3 separate regions of the Zea mays genome follow, and all the other regions are linked to region 1. Evidence: chromatin contacts called from public Hi-C data. All regions are on one chromosome and are shown on one strand. The core of a region is the stretch at or near the end of the contact, and the rest is flanking DNA. Distances in the headings are between cores, read along the strand shown.

The links. A called contact is a pair of places that touch in the nucleus more often than the background predicts.
Region 2: a contact with region 1 is called in a Hi-C map of tassel, with 2.7 times the contacts expected there. The contact joins the promoter of LOC100193022 here to the promoter of LOC100193501 in region 1. A contact is called at or near these places in 2 of 25 Hi-C or Micro-C datasets (ear and tassel).
Region 3: a contact with region 1 is called in a Hi-C map of ear, with 5 times the contacts expected there. The contact joins the promoter of LOC100382326 here to the promoter of LOC100193501 in region 1. A contact is called at or near these places in 8 of 25 Hi-C or Micro-C datasets (bundle sheath, ear, endosperm and 3 more).

The regions. Positions count from the first base shown.
Region 1 is chr2:157,732,108-157,737,245 of Zm-B73-REFERENCE-NAM-5.0, reverse strand. LOC100193501 reads left to right here and starts at 2,297. Exons shown (of 29, transcript NM_001358758.1): 1 at 2,297-2,497; 2 at 2,589-2,793; 3 at 3,526-3,614; 4 at 3,723-3,929; 5 at 4,184-4,282; 6 at 4,381-4,489; 7 at 4,645-4,724; 8 at 4,832-5,059. The coding sequence starts at 2,453. LOC103649013 (ankyrin repeat-containing protein At5g02620-like) reads left to right here. Exons shown (of 1, transcript XM_035965376.1): 1 at 1-304.
Region 2 is chr2:157,966,370-157,971,507 of Zm-B73-REFERENCE-NAM-5.0, reverse strand. LOC100193022 (grx_S16-glutaredoxin subgroup II) reads right to left here and starts at 3,070. Exons shown (of 2, transcript NM_001138190.1): 1 at 2,660-3,070; 2 at 576-1,488. The coding sequence starts at 3,025. The coding sequence ends at 979.
Region 3 is chr2:157,889,601-157,894,738 of Zm-B73-REFERENCE-NAM-5.0, reverse strand. LOC100382326 (putative DUF231 domain containing family protein) reads left to right here and starts at 2,212. Exons shown (of 4, transcript NM_001175075.1): 1 at 2,212-2,802; 2 at 2,932-3,303; 3 at 3,419-3,574. The coding sequence starts at 2,321.

The DNA.
Region 1 (5,138 bases), core at 1,048-3,547:
AATGGTGATGGAGATAATTCAGCTAGAAATTTAGAATAGAATAAAGTGTCCGGTACAAAATGCATTGTGTCGTGCAGTAGATATGATGATCTTGTACACGAGGATCTCATCGGAGAGAGTGATTTGTTGAATTCTTGTGGGCAGTTTTTTCCCTTGGGAGTTGGGACTTGGGCTTGTGGTCTGTGACGCAGGGAATATATGTGTTGACAAGATGAAAACTGTCACTGATCGGCCATTTCCGAGACTAAATTTGTGTAACTTGTCGACCACCGGAGTGAAATGTGTATCTGCGAATAACGATATAGAGTATGTGTTTGTTAGCGTGTGTTGGTGACCTGCTTTGATTCTTAAATGAGACTAAAATAGGGAAACACATTTAAAGATGACAGACCTTTATTTCTTCAATCTATTTAAGATAGATTGAAGGAGGAATGATACCTTAATTAATAACCTTTGAGACATAATATACAAATGTTCAAGGAAAATCTTAAATGTTATGATCCCTTTATTATTCTTTCTCGATTAAGGTAAGAGAGTCGCAACTTTGGAGACTAGCAACCAGGTTTCCTTTAGAAGGAAAAGTGTCCCTGTATATTACAGTGTACCTCTATTTATATGACGAGGTAGAGTACAACTTCGTATAAAATTATAAACATACTCTCAGTTCATAAACATACATCTATACTATTCTATTAAGACAGTAGTGTCAGCGTCCACACTCAATGCCCCCACCCCCGCGACCACGTCGGCCCGTCCCTAAACTAGCGCGCCCTCGCCCCCATCCGCGTCAAGCGTCACCCGCCACACCCGCCCATCCCAGCGCGATTCTCGCGTCGCAACGCCACACCCGCCCATCCCGGCGCGACCGCGTTATCGCCCTCGACCCTCGCAACATCGCCCTGCTCATCTTCAAGGCCCTCGCCCTTGACCTACAGGGCCACCACCTCCCTGTGATGCGCGTCCTCGCGCCGCCGCGCGCCCAAAGCTCGACCGCGTCGTCTTCGTCAAGCTGGACGTCGGCCACACGCCACCCGTCGTAGCTCCACCTCGCATCTCCGGCATGCTGCACGTCCCACGCAGGCAGTCCGATGAGGCGCGGCGCCTACAAGCAGTGTGTCGACTTCAGCCCCTCGCGCCGCCACCGCGAGGATGGCCTCCTCGCCCTCTGCTGCCTTGACCGCGACGTTGGGCTCTTCAAGCGCCGTCATGACGAGCCTGCTCCTGCCGTCGCTGTCTCCGATTCGACTCCTACACCCTTGAAGTCGACGGTACTGCAATAGAAAAATTGTGGATCTTGCCCACGATGCTCATATCCACCGTGCCCACCGTGCTCCCACCAGCACCCGCTCATGTCCAAGGAACTCTTCGGCTACTTCGTTGCGCCGTCATCTTCCCCATATTATGGTCGCCACACCACTGTCCCTACTGCTCCTGGCGGTCGCCTGCCAACCGCAACGTCGTCGTCTGCAACATCGACGTCGTCGTCCCTTTCTACTCAACAGGCGTCATTTTCTTCGGTCCTCTTGGACACGGCTTCTTCAGCTCTCCTCCAGGCTCCAGCTGCGCCTCGGTCACGTGCCCACTGGTCTCCAGTCGTCGTGTGGTAATCTTCCTGTGATATGCACACTTCTCCCTCTCCCTTTTCAACTGTCGATCAATGAAGAAGGTAGGATTGGGCCGCTGCTCGCCGTGATTTTTGCCAGAGAGGGAGGGCCGACTGGTGGTCGGTGCCACCAGTTCTTAGCGTGGCTTGTTGAGCGTGAGAGACATAGAGATGGGGAAGAAGATGTTGTGGTTGCTGGTGGGAGATGTTGGGGAATGCTCTCTGTTCGTGGGGATGAGTTCCATGCCATGGTTAACTATTTCCCAAAAAATCAGCAGGTTTACCTGGCGTAAGCTACATTTCTTCCTAGACTAACATGCTTGCATTTCCTAAAGGTTTGACAAGAGGATAACTGATGAGTTCCATGCCATGGTTAACTATTTCTTCAAGTGTGCAAGTGCGTCTATGGACTGTATGGTTCTTTGGTTTTTGTTGTTCGCTGAGGTGCAAAGTAGGAAGAAAATGCGGCCCTAACCTTGCAAGCGGGGAATGTATCATTTTTTGGTGCAACTGAAATATGTGGTGTTATTTTTTGTGCACTAACAATTTGTTGAATATTTTGTATACCGTTGCAACGCACGGGCATCTAACTAGTAGTTCAAAATAAACTCAATGGACACCATCTTTCCCAGATTGAATCGTGGACGCCCATAAACAAATTCCCCAGCGTCTCCTCTCCTCTCCTCTCCTTCCCCGGCACCGTGCTCTGTTGTGCTGTTTGGTTCCGTCGCGTCGCGTCCCGTGCTCAGATCAGATCTCTCCTCTCCCCCGACCCCGAGTGGAGTGCCTCCCTCCCCCCCTCCCGCTCCAGACTAGCGGAGAGAGATCTCGGCACCGCCGTTCGTCGCCATGGCGGCGGCCAACGCTCCCATCGCCATGCGCGAGGCGCTCACGGTAATACCTCCGCTACCCTCTCTCCCCTCTCATGCAGTACATATCTCCATCCACTCACCCACTGATCATTCCTTGCTCGTTCTCCGCGCAGCTCACCAGCCTGGGCATCGCGCCGCAGTTCGTCACCTTCACCCACGTCACCATGGAGTCGGAGAAGTACATCTGCGTCCGCGAGACCTCCCCGCAAAACAGTGTCGTCATCATCGACATGGCCATGCCCATGCAGCCGCTCCGACGGCCCATCACCGCCGACTCCGCCCTCATGAACCCCAACACCAGGATCCTCGCCCTGAAAGGTTCGGATTTGCTGCCTCTACCTACCGCCCGCACCTCCTATAGATCTAGCCCTTTCGGTTCTCTCCACTGCGCGGAATCTCATCCTTATCATGCCCATCCTAGCCAAAGTCCTTGTTAAATAGTCAGTTGCCTCTCTAGGAATTCCGCAGCGATCTAAGCTTCTGCTTCCCTACCATGGCAGCCGAATTCTGCACTAGCGACTGACATCAAGCCTTTGCTTGAGATCTGTGCATTAGCTGCCTGCAGGGCTTTATGTATACCTCTCTGTTTGTCTGATCCTGTGTGCAAGCCGTGTAGAATGAACGAGGCTCTGGCAACATGGGACGCTATAATTCTAGCCTGCCATACATTTGTAATCCGTGTAGTCGTTGTCACTGCGATGAGCCAGATCCAGTTCGGTTTAGCATAGAATGGAACCATTAGGATTGTAATTTTACTCTGTTTTAGTCTTCACTGTTGCTGCTCACATTCGATCGACGGCTTCCTACCTGCTTGTTGCTGGGCATTGCTTGCTTAATTTATATTTGAGTATATATTTTGTTAGATGAAGTTCTTACTTGTCAGCAACTCAGCATTGCTGTTGGCTGGGGTACTCTACTATAGTCAGGATATTGATGCTAACAATTCCCAAATCAAATGACTGGTTAAGACATTGAGTAGCTATATATACTGCTTAACATATAGTTTGAGAATAATTGCAACAATGGTAAACATCTGCTGATTTTTTGCAGCCCAAATACCTGGAACAACACAGGATCACCTTCAAATATTTAACATTGAGGCTAAGACTAAGATCAAGTCTCACCAGATGCCGGAGCAGGTACAAAACACTTTCCAATATGACATTTTGCATATGGCTTCTTTTTTCTAGCTGTCAATGAGATGTACTTGAAGTAACATGTTCCATATATTTACTTTTCAACTGCAGGTCGTATTCTGGAAATGGATCACTCCCAAACTGTTGGGTTTGGTGACACAAACATCAGTTTACCACTGGTCGATTGAAGGTGATTCTGAGCCCACCAAGATGTTTGATAGGACGGCTAATCTGGCAAACAATCAGATCATCAACTATCGATGTGACCCAGCGGAGAAGTGGCTTGTACTTATTGGAATTGCACCTGGAGCCCCAGAGGTATTCTCTTACCGAAATTTACTTCTATTTACATCATTACAGCAGAGCACATGTCAAATGAGTGTTGAAAACGAATATTACTGTTGCCCCCGTTCCTGCTGATTTTGTTCGAAATTCCAATCCTCTTACGATAAAAAACAATGTCTCTGTAAAACTCGGTCATTTGTACTTGAACAAAAAGTAGTTTCGTAGTACTTGGTTGGACGTTCTTATCATATTGTCGACTTGTCGTGCCCTCATTTTCGTGCAACCAGAGGCCACAACTGGTGAAGGGAAATATGCAACTTTTCTCTGTTGATCAACAACGTAGCCAGGCACTTGAAGCCCATGCAGCGTCTTTTGCAACATTTAAGGTACCCTTTCAGTTATTTATGATGCTTATTACCTTATATTCTTGTTTTATTTCTGGTATTTAGTAATTTATCAACCTTTCTTTATCTAATCTGTCCAGGTTGTTGGTAATGAGAATCCATCAACCCTTATTTGTTTCGCCTCAAAGACAACTAATGCTGGACAGATCACTTCAAAGTTGCATGTTATTGAACTGGGTGCACAGCCAGGTTTAGATTGATTGTGTTTTTTTATTCTTTCTAGTGCTACATCTCAAACTTCTCATACTGCACCAGTTATTTTTTTTATGTGGGCTTCATTTTCTTTTGAAAGACATTGCAGTATACTGATATCTCCATTCTTTTTATTGATTGTTTCATTGTAGGGAAACCTGGTTTTTCTAAGAAACAAGCCGACCTCTTCTTCCCCCCAGATTTCCAGGATGATTTTCCTGTAGCTATGCAGGTGAACATCTTATGGAAAAAATGTGCACTTCATAGGGTGAAAGATGTGCAATTATTAGAACATCACATAATGGATCTAATATGTTTTTATTCCATTTTTTGCTGCAGGTTTCACAAAAGTATGGGCTTATCTATGTAATTACTAAGCTTGGCCTTTTGTTTGTATATGACTTGGAAACTGCTGCGGCAGTTTACAGAAATAGAATCAGTCCAGACCCTATATTCTTGACGGCAGAATCTTCCTCTACTGGTGGATTTTATGCCATCAACAGAAGGGGGCAGGTTTTACATGCCACAGTTAATGATGCAACTGTTGTACCTTTTGTCAGTGGCCAAGTATGTTCTTCTACACTTTCTGGTCTTCCTTTCCTGATCTATACATTAGGTATTTATTTTAACACAACTTTGATATGCA
Region 2 (5,138 bases), core at 1,821-4,320, 230 kb before region 1:
CGAGCAACAGGGCACAAGAGAGCCACCAACGCAGCTCTACTCTCTTCCACTCCCAATCACCACTGGCAAGAATCACCACAAGAACACCAGGAACGAACAAATCGCTCCAAATCGCGACTGTAACTGAGAGGGGAAGAAGAACAGAGAAACTTGCGTCTCTGCGAGCTGGCCTGAACAGGGGGCAAGACGCTATACTTATGGAGTCGGGCGAGCCACAGGTGGTTGCAGAGGAGCAGCGGAGAAGCCGGCCGACCGTGCGAGCAAGCCGTAGGATACGGCTGGGCGTTGAACGCCGCCGCCACACAGCCTTGGCGGCTACTCCTTGGGCAGCCACCCTCTTACCCTGCTTCTACTCACCGCAAGGCATGATTATACCTTGCCTTTGATCCCAGCCGTCCATCCAACGCGAGCTCGCCCAGGGCCAGCTGACCGGCGCCAGCCGCTGCTGGGCTGCTCGGCCGAGCGCCTGGTAGCGGCCCAGTGGCCGGCCTTTTCTCCTTTTTTTTATATTTTCCAATAAAGAAAATAAAGGGAAAATCCCCTCAAATGAACAGCACATGGATTGAGATCAAAGTAGAATAAGACGGAGACGACACCATCCTTCGATTTTTTGGTACCACATCGCTACAAAAAACTACTCCAGTGTTTAACTCGTCTCTACTTAACTTTCATCCGAACATTATATAAACTGTGGCCGACTCTTTCATCCATCTACGTACATCCAACCAACCAAACAGAGGCTCGATCGCTCTCCGATCCCCACAAATAAATAAAACAAAAAATATGTGTGTCGTCCTCAGGCAACTTCTACCTATAAACAGCAGGCAAACCACACGTCCATACCACATCACACGCTTTTCAAACTCGGGACGTACCACATCCAACATGCACAGCAGGTACAACAACTTGGATCTCCGTGCTACTACGTGTGGATCAGACAACCATCGAAGCAATTCAAGTCACTGTAGGGTAAAGCATTCATTTCTGAATTAGTAGGGCAGCAAGCTCCCCCTTTTCAGCCATGGACGAAACGATATCGCAGCCGCCCACGAGCTCCCCTCCAACGAAGACCTGAGGGAACGTCGGCCAGCTGCTGTACGCCTTGAGGGTTTCTCTCAGCCCGTGGTTGTGCTCCTCGTCGAGCACGTCGACGGTTACGAAATCCACGCCGTGCCCTTCCAGGATGCCCACCACCCTCTGCGAGAACCCACACTGGGGAGCGCTCCTTGACCCCTTGATGAAGGCTACCACTCTGTTCTCCTTCACCAGCCGGTGTATCAGCTGCTCCAGCGGAACCGTCAGCTGGACGTGGCGTCCGGGCGTCAGCCGCAGGTCTGGAGGCCGCTGGGGGCCACCAACCCAGGTGTTGTTTCCTGCAACATTCCCTGGTGGCGCCTTGCCGGTGGCCGCTATGTGTTCTTGCATCCATGATTTCCAGGCGTTGTTAAGGGCAGATCGATCTGGTGTCTCCTCATCTGATACCGCGACCTGCACATGCCATAGAATGTTTCAGGTACTAACTAATACACACGGAAAAAGTGGAGACCGTTTCTTTTTTTTTCCTTTTGACAGATTTAGTTTGTGCAGAATAGTATTGTATTGTACCCAAGTGCAAAGGAGTCAAGTCAAGGCAGCAGGTGTCTATAAGGCCCCTTGGAGAACCAGGGCAATATTCACAAGGGCTGCTATAACAACTTCAATTCACAGAAACTGACTAGAACGGGGGCAGGGGGTACAACCACCACTAGCTAAAACTTTGACCTGAATTAATGTTATTTCAGCAGATCCTTTGCCATTAAAAAACATCATATGAAGACATAGTCAGTTAAAACATGGCAGTTGCTAACTTCCTATAGCAGCAATAAGGAACTTAATGTCCATAAACCTGCTATAAAGAAGGGAATTGTGAACAGTGTAATATCATACCTACTGTCCTAATCGAAGGTAATCAGTTACCGAGGTATCAATATATTGTTTTGCAGACTGTGGGCCTGTATGAATGCACTGGAGCTAATAATTAGTTGGCTAAAAAATTTCTAGTGGGATTAGCCGACTAACAAATAACTAGCTAAATATTAACTAGTTTACTAAAAGTAGCTAATAGCTGAACTATTAGCTAGACTGTTTAGATGTCTTCAGCTAATTTTATTAGCTAATTATTATCTCTAGTGCATTCAAGTAGGGCCCGTATATTATTGAACGTCATGTTCTGTCAACCAGAAGAAGGCTCATGGATGCCTGAAACAAGAATACATACACAGATGGTGGAGAATGGAGTAGATAAGCATATCTTGTTTCAGGAATCAGCTGAGTATATCGAATGAGAAAGCAAAGTATGGACAGAATGGGAAAGCAAGGTAGAGATGTTTATACAATGGCCACCCAATGAGAATATTATTGACGGAGGAGGATGGAGAAGGTAAGGTGCCCTCCTTTTTCCTTTCGGTCGCCAACAAAAGTGAGCGAGAGAGGACACACGACTAATTAAACCATGCGACTCAAATTAGCATGTCTCAGTTTGCCCAAATTAACTATCCCTGATACTACATACCAAAGCTAGCCCACTGGTTTAGTTACAAGGCGAGGCTAAACTGTTGTAAATGGGGAGCCTAATTTGCAATGATAGTGTAATGATATACATGATTAGTCCATGCCGTACCTTGACGGAGGCGCAGAGGTTGGCGGGGACCTTCCGGCGGTGGCCCTCGATGCTGGCCCTGACGTTGCGCGAAATCCCGACGAACTGCAGCTCGCCGGCGGGGTCGTAGACGCCGTAGACCCCGGCCTTTGGGGGCAGAGCGTCCTCGTCGACCAGGAGGGGCTCGGTGGGCTCCTGAGGGATGGGCACGGGGGACGCCTCGGAGAGCTTCTTGAAGGCGGTGACGGCGATGGGGCGGGCGGCGCTGCGGCGGCGGAGAGGGAAGCGAAGGGTATTAGAGGACGAGGAGGAGGAAGCCGGCGAGGAGAGGAGAGGGAAGGCGAGGCGGAGAGAAGCAGCAGCGGTGGCGGTGGAAGCCATGGCCATGGGGACGTCTGCTTGCGGTGGCGGCGTATGGTGGTGGTGCTCTGCTTCTGCCCGTCGGATAGGATGTGGGCTTCGTTACGGCCTATGATAAGAGGTCCGTTCCTGCCGGCAAAGCCTCGGGCCGACCTGGTGGCCTGCTAGACCAACCTCCCAAAACAGCCTTGGTGGTCCGATCTCAACTTCTGTTATACTACTAAGAACCGAAGGTGGGCAGTAGATGACAACCATTGGATTACCTATATATATATATATATATATATGCTCGCGGTTATAAAATCTTACTCATATTTATACCCGCGCAGGTATTTTTATTCGTCGGGTAATACGTACCCGCTAAGAAAGTCTTAAATTTCAATATACTAATCACTCAAAATATTAAATAAACATACAAAAACAAGTTTAACTATCATATGATTAAATAACTTAATAGCTAGACAAATGATAGTTAGAGAAGAGTTTTATTTTAGCTAAGATGAGCTCTATTAGATGGTTATAGTGGTATTGATGCGGTATATTTTGCACATGGGTAGACGGGTATGGGTAGTACCAACTCATACCCGTCTATCCAACGGATAGAGGTTCTTGCCCATTAACATACCCGTGGGTAGAGAAATCATCACGCACCCGCCTTTATATCGGGAAAAACTCGTCAGATATTCGGGTATCCATTGCCATCTCTAGTGGGCATCTGGTGCTATCAGGGCTTCACCTCGCGTTGACACACTGCCCCCCCCTCACGTCATGCCCTATTGGCTCCACACTCAGCATACTCTCGGCTACTACCCTATGGACCCCAGCGCCCGCGCAGCCATCACTAGACCACAAGCATGATTGTTAAACATCACATTTTATGAGACTTAGGTGATCTCCGGTTAACTTATGGAGGGACAATAAACTCTCACTAGTAAAAAAAGAGCTCAAAGCCTATTGTGGGATTTAAATTTTACAGGTGGTTTCAGTTATCAAACGCTGGTACTATTTCTAGTGGCGGTTTCTTAAGAAAACGACCACTAGAAATCATATTTTTAGTGGCTAGAAATCATATTTTTAGTGGCTACTAATCTTGCTAATATTTTTAGTTACCTTTCTAGAATATCTTTCACGCGTGATTTCTAAATTCAACATAAGACCTAGTTTTAATTGTTTAATCACATAGGTCTTCCAAAAACTAAATCTTTTCAACCACAGCTCAAAATTTAGCGATTCTCGAACCTACGCTCTCGTAGTGATGTGTAGTAATATTTTTATGTTGTTTGTTCATATGCTTTGGTGTAATGTTACTTTCAGTACCCTAAAACAGGGGTACCCCTTACTACCGTATGAAGACGCAGTACCCACGCGGCTATCTTTAGTCGCGTGGTAAAGGAGTTGTGCATGGGACCAGACCATAGCTCGCCCCAGCCTCGGGCGACTACTTTGGGCCAGCAACAGCACTCGACCCCACCACGTGGACGGCTCCGGGGCCGCCACGTGGCCAGAGAAGATGATATACTCCAAGGTATCAACAGTGAGTTCAGACCCCCATGGGAAAGTACCGGACCCCTGTATATACAGACCGGGCCTCCGGGTAAGGTCCAGGACCTCCACGAGCACAAACCGGACCCCTGGGATGAGTTCCGGACCCCTCTGTGTGGGGTCCGGGCCACTCACAGCAGGGTCCCGGGATTCTGGGACAGAGAATACCTAGGCCTTAATCAAGGCCAGGCAGGGGGTCCGGAGCCGACATGTGTCCGGACCTTACTGTATACGCTTCTGCTCCCCGCTCAGGCGAAGCCCCGATGCTGCCACGTGGCATGGTGCCCGTGACGTAAGCCAACGGACGGAGCCTGACATAAGGCCTCTGGGCTGTGCGGCCTCTGCATTTATTACGGATAAGGCGCACCGCCTGTCCATTCCACTGGCAGGCGGTGTGCCGCCTCGACATTTATTAAGCCCTGTCCATTACACTAACAGGCGATGTGTCGCCTCCGCATTTAATGAGACATGTCCATTCCGCTGGCAGGCGGCGACCAGTCTATTCCGCAGGCAGCGTGCCTGTCCATTCCATTGGCAGGCGGTACGCCCATACTGCCGCGTGCACTACACTCGTGATTACTCGCACGTCACCAAGGAA
Region 3 (5,138 bases), core at 963-3,462, 160 kb before region 1:
GTTTTGATTAACCGTCTTTTTCTTTGACGAAGAATCGTCATCGTCGTCGTCTCTTGGTGAAGAAGAGGATCCATCGCTGTCGTAGTAGACGATCTTCTTGTGCGCCTCTTCTTCTTCCCGTCCTTCTTCTTATGACTCGAGCCAGAGTCAGTGGGCATGTGGTCCCTTGGCTCATTGAAGAGGGACTCCTCCTTGTCGTTGACCACCATCCCCTTTCCCTTAGGATCCATCTCTTCAGGCGAATAGTCCCTTAGATGAAGAGAACGGCTCTGATACCAATTGAGAGCACTTAGAGGAGGGTGAATAGGTGATCCTGTAAAATTCAACACTAATAGCCACAAAACTTTGTTATGTAAGTTAGAACGGCTAAGTAGCTTGAGGCGAGTTCTTTTGAACATAGATAATCAAAGGCAAAGCACACAAGAGACACACGATTTTTATCCCGTGGTTCGACCAAGTAATACTTGCCTACTTCCACGTTGTGGCGTCCCAATGGACAAGGGTTGCACTCAACCCCTTTCAAGTGATCCAATGATCAATTTGAATACCACGATTTTTCCTTTCTTTGACTTTCTCCCGTTTGCGAGGAATCTCCACAACTTGGAGCCTCTCGCCCTTACAATGATGATCACAAAAGAAGCACGGAAGTAAGGGAGGGGAGAGCAACACACACAAGACTCAAATCACAGCACAATCATGCACACAAGTCACAACTTGAGCTCAAAACACAACCCACGGAGTTCACAACTCAAATGGAGCTCAAGTCACTATCTCAAAGAATCAAATGCGCGAAGTTAGAGTCTTGGAGGCTTAGAATGTTTCTTGAATGCTTGGGTGTCTCCTCCATGCGCCTAGGGGTCCCTTTTATAGCCCCAAGACAGCTAGGAGCCGTTGGAGGCCAACAAGGAAGGTTATCCTTGCCTTCTGTCGGGTGGCGCACCGGACAGTCCGGTGCAACACCGGACAACCACTATTCATGTCCGGTGTGCGATCTCCTTCCTATTTTGGCACAGACGACCGTTGTAGATTCGTGGCAGTTGGCGCACCAGACACTGTCCGGTGCACACCGGACAGTCCGGTGCCCCCTGTCGACCGTTGGCGCGGGCCACGTGTCGCCCGCGGATTGCGCGGCCGACCGTTGCGCTGGCGGCCGTTGGCTCACCGGACAGTCCGGTGAATTATAGTCGTACGCCGCCAAACTTTCCCGAGAGCGGCCTGTTCACCGGAGGCCATCCTGGCGCACCGGACAGTCCAGTGTGCCAAACTGAGCTGGACTTCGGTTGTACACAGTCAAGTCACTTGCAATCATTTTCTTCTTTTCTTTTTCTCTGTTTCTAGCACTTAGACAAAATATGTTAGTACTCAAAACAATATACTAAATCTAGAAACGTACCTTGTTACATGATTTGCACCTTTTGCTTGTTTGGCACATAATATCTTACTCACAATGTGTTAGACACTTAATCACCAAAACATTATAGAAATGGCCCAAGGGCACATTTCCCTTTTAGAAGGTGACTAGATCACCAAGATTACATAAATAGAGCTCCTATAAGGAAAGCTTGGAAGATTCACTGAGTCATCATATGCGTGAAATTTTATTCTGGCACATATATGAGATACATCTATATTTGTCTTTAAATCGGCGTGTGACATGAGAGGAGTGATGCCACTTTTTTAAGGAAAAAATAACTATTTGCTAATATTTAGGGGTGAGTGGCATTTTTTTTGCCATATCATGTGGAAAAAAACCCTATATAAAACATATACATTAATTATTATAATAAATCGATTCAAAAGCTAAAACAAAATTTAATTTAGGATAGAGTAACTATTTGTTTACGAGATCCTCTTAATTATGTGTCACTGACACATAATATGGCAAAAAATTGCCACTCACCCTTAAATATTAGCAAATAGTTATTTTTTCCTTAAAAAGAGGTATTTAAGGTGGTGTCTAGATTTATTATTATCTATTTAAATCTATTTGAATATAGATTAAAAAACTAAAAGATAAAACGAATACTAATTTGGAGAGAGGTGTAGTTAAATGCTCCAGGATCATGCTGATCTTGTAAAATGTGCAGCGAGTTTGACGACCCACCCACTCACACGCCGAACCGACGCCGACAGCTGCCGCCTGCCGGACCCAACAACAATCAACAAAGCCTACAAAATCACAACTCCACGTTCGTCGCCGCGGGAGGATCGGGCTGGGCTGGCCTCGCCTCGGTTGGCTTCAGCTGCCACCTGCCGCGCGGCCACTATCCAGCCTCCTTCGGTCCTTCCCCTTCCCCAGCAGCAGGCTCCGGCCGCAGCCATGCCCAAGCCACCGCCGCCCACCTCCGACCCCTCGCTCCCCACCACCACCACCACCTCGACCCCCAAGTCGTCGTCCCGCCCTGCCCCCGCGGGGCTCCTCGATCCGCTCGCCGCCTCCGGGCGCTCCCTCCTCGCCTCGGCGCGGCGCTCCCCGGTCACCACGCTCGCCGGCGCCTTCTTCCTCCTCGCGCTCGTCATGTACGGAGAGGACGCCCGCACCATCGCCGAGCTCTCCATCGACGACTACCTCTACCCGGACGCCGATCTCTACAACGTCTCCGGCCTGCCGCCCCTTGCGTTGCCCCCGCCTACCTGCGACCTCTCCAGTGGCCGCTGGGTCTTCGACAACGCCTCCGTCCCGGCGTACAGGGAGAAAGACTGCACCTTCCTCACCAAGCAGGTCACCTGCCTCGCCAACGGCCGCCCCGACGATATGTGGCAGTACTGGAGATGGCAGCCCAGTGACTGCTCCCTCCCCACGTATGGCCTTATGATCCTCTCCAGATATTCTCTCCGCCAATTACCTCATTGCGAGCTTGCATCTGTTTTCCTCGCCTGATTGCGTCTTTATTGTATTGCTCCCCGCCCCAATCGATTGATTGGAAGTAGGTTCGACGCCCGGAGATTCATGGAGGCGATGCGCGGGAAGCGGCTCATGTTCGTGGGGGACTCGCTGAACCGCAACCAGTGGGAGTCGCTGGTGTGCCTGGTGCAGCCCATCCTGTCCAAGGGCAGGAAGAAGATCGTCAAGCGGGGCTCCCTCAACACCTTCTACGCCAAGGAGTACCGGGCCACGCTCGAGTTCTACTGGGCGCCCTTCCTCGTCGAGTCCAACTCTGACAACCCCAACTTCCACAGCATCAAGGAACGGATCATCAGTCCCGAGAGGATCGAGGCGCACGCCAGGAACTGGAAGGACGTTGATTACCTCATCTTCAACACCTACATCTGGTGGATGAACACCGCCGACATCAAAGTCAGGTCAACAACTACGACATCTGGGTTCTGTGTTGGGAATGCGCAGCTTCTTTCTTTGTGGCTTTCTGCAATCAAGTAATGGGATCGTGTTCTGAGATCGCTGGACGGATTTTTGCAGGAGACCGAACTCGAGGTATTGGTCTGAGAACGACGAGGTTCCCAGGATTGAGGCGTATGGTCGGGTGTTCAAGACGTGGTCTGATTGGCTCAATAACAACATCGATCCTGCCCGCACGTCCGTCTTCTTCATGACGATTTCTCCAATTCACATCAGGTGACCGAAAGCTGCTGCGTTTATGTTTCCTTTTCTCCCCCACTATATGGTACTGTCCAAGCAATGGTGGTTCGCTGCGGGCTTTGATTGATTAGTTCTTTTAGGAGTGATTTGCAATGCAACCTTCAACTTTGTGGACCACTGTCGGTTCAATTGGACTGGACGCCATACATAGGCTTGATTCAAGTTGTTTGTTAGTCCCAGATTGCATTCTTGAGAAGCAACCTTCCTCTTATTCTGTAGTAGCCAGCAAGCCATAATGTCATTGTCCACTCCACGAAATCATGGAACTCAGCTTTTAGGTTAGATCATGACCCACAAGGAAAGTGACGACCTAACTTATGGGTCTGGTAGTCAACGTTTTTTGCATGGATGCAAAATCCAAATTTAGTTCGATTTTCCGGACTTCACTCGCTACTCACTAGAGTATCTTGAATTGATATTTCTAATTTTCTATGATTTCATCGTATTTGCATTATGCAATCAGAAACGGAGAGTAGAAATATTCTTCAGGGCAAAGCGTCATTGTCCAATCCACCAAACTGTGTGATCAATTGGATCAACTGTTTGCTTGGCTCAGAGTCAGGAGCCCACTAGGAAGTAGGAACAAAACAATAGACTAAACTTACGTGCCTTCAAATCAACATTCCTACAAGCACATCAACTTTAATTATATGACCTCAGGTTTCAACTAGTAGACATTGACTCCTTGAGTATCACTGGAGTGTCTGCAGTCAGTAGGTATGGATTGCTGGTGACACTACATGTAAACAGTATCTGACTTGGGTTTAAGGATCAGTATTACAGTCAAATGAAAAAACTTAAGTTTGGAATCTGGTGTTCTGGCATTGTGGTGATTCACTTGCTATTCGAAGTGACGAAGTCCCATGCCAAAAGTAAGGAAAGCATGCTGAAAGTATCACAATAGAATCCATACTCATGGGTAGGCTGGTAGTCTGGAAAAAATTAGAATGGTGGGTGCAGTGTCCTACATGCCAACAAACTTGTATGAGGGTCCAGCTCCAAAATAGAATGAGAGAAGAAACAACTGGTACAACACAACAATAAAAGGGGAACTTTTTTCATGTGGGGTGGGGTGGGGTGTCACTGTTGTGGCTATTCTGATTGCTTTGCCATTTTTTGCATCACAAGAAACCTACAAGCTATGGTTGGACCTGTAAACAACCTCTAGTCTAGAAAGAAAAAGGAGCCCCACTGTATCGAACTTGAATGTCTACTTGTCCTGATTCCTGGGACACGCACTGATATTGTGAGTGGTGCTGTTTTTTTCAGTGCCTAAAAAAGTCTTGATATGATAACTTGTCAGATAGAAAACCCTCGCCTTCTAAAATTCTGTTTCAGTATGTATTATGTAGAGTGAAGGTCAAGGCTCAACATTTGTCATCTCATCTGTATTCTGCTTCTGATATGAATATGGAGCTCCTTTTTACCCTGGTAAAAACTATTCCCTCTGTTCTTTTTTATTTGTCGCCGTTTAGTTCAAAAATGAACTAGCAGGCGACAAATATTCGAGAACGGAGGTAGTATTATGTAGCTGGCATGT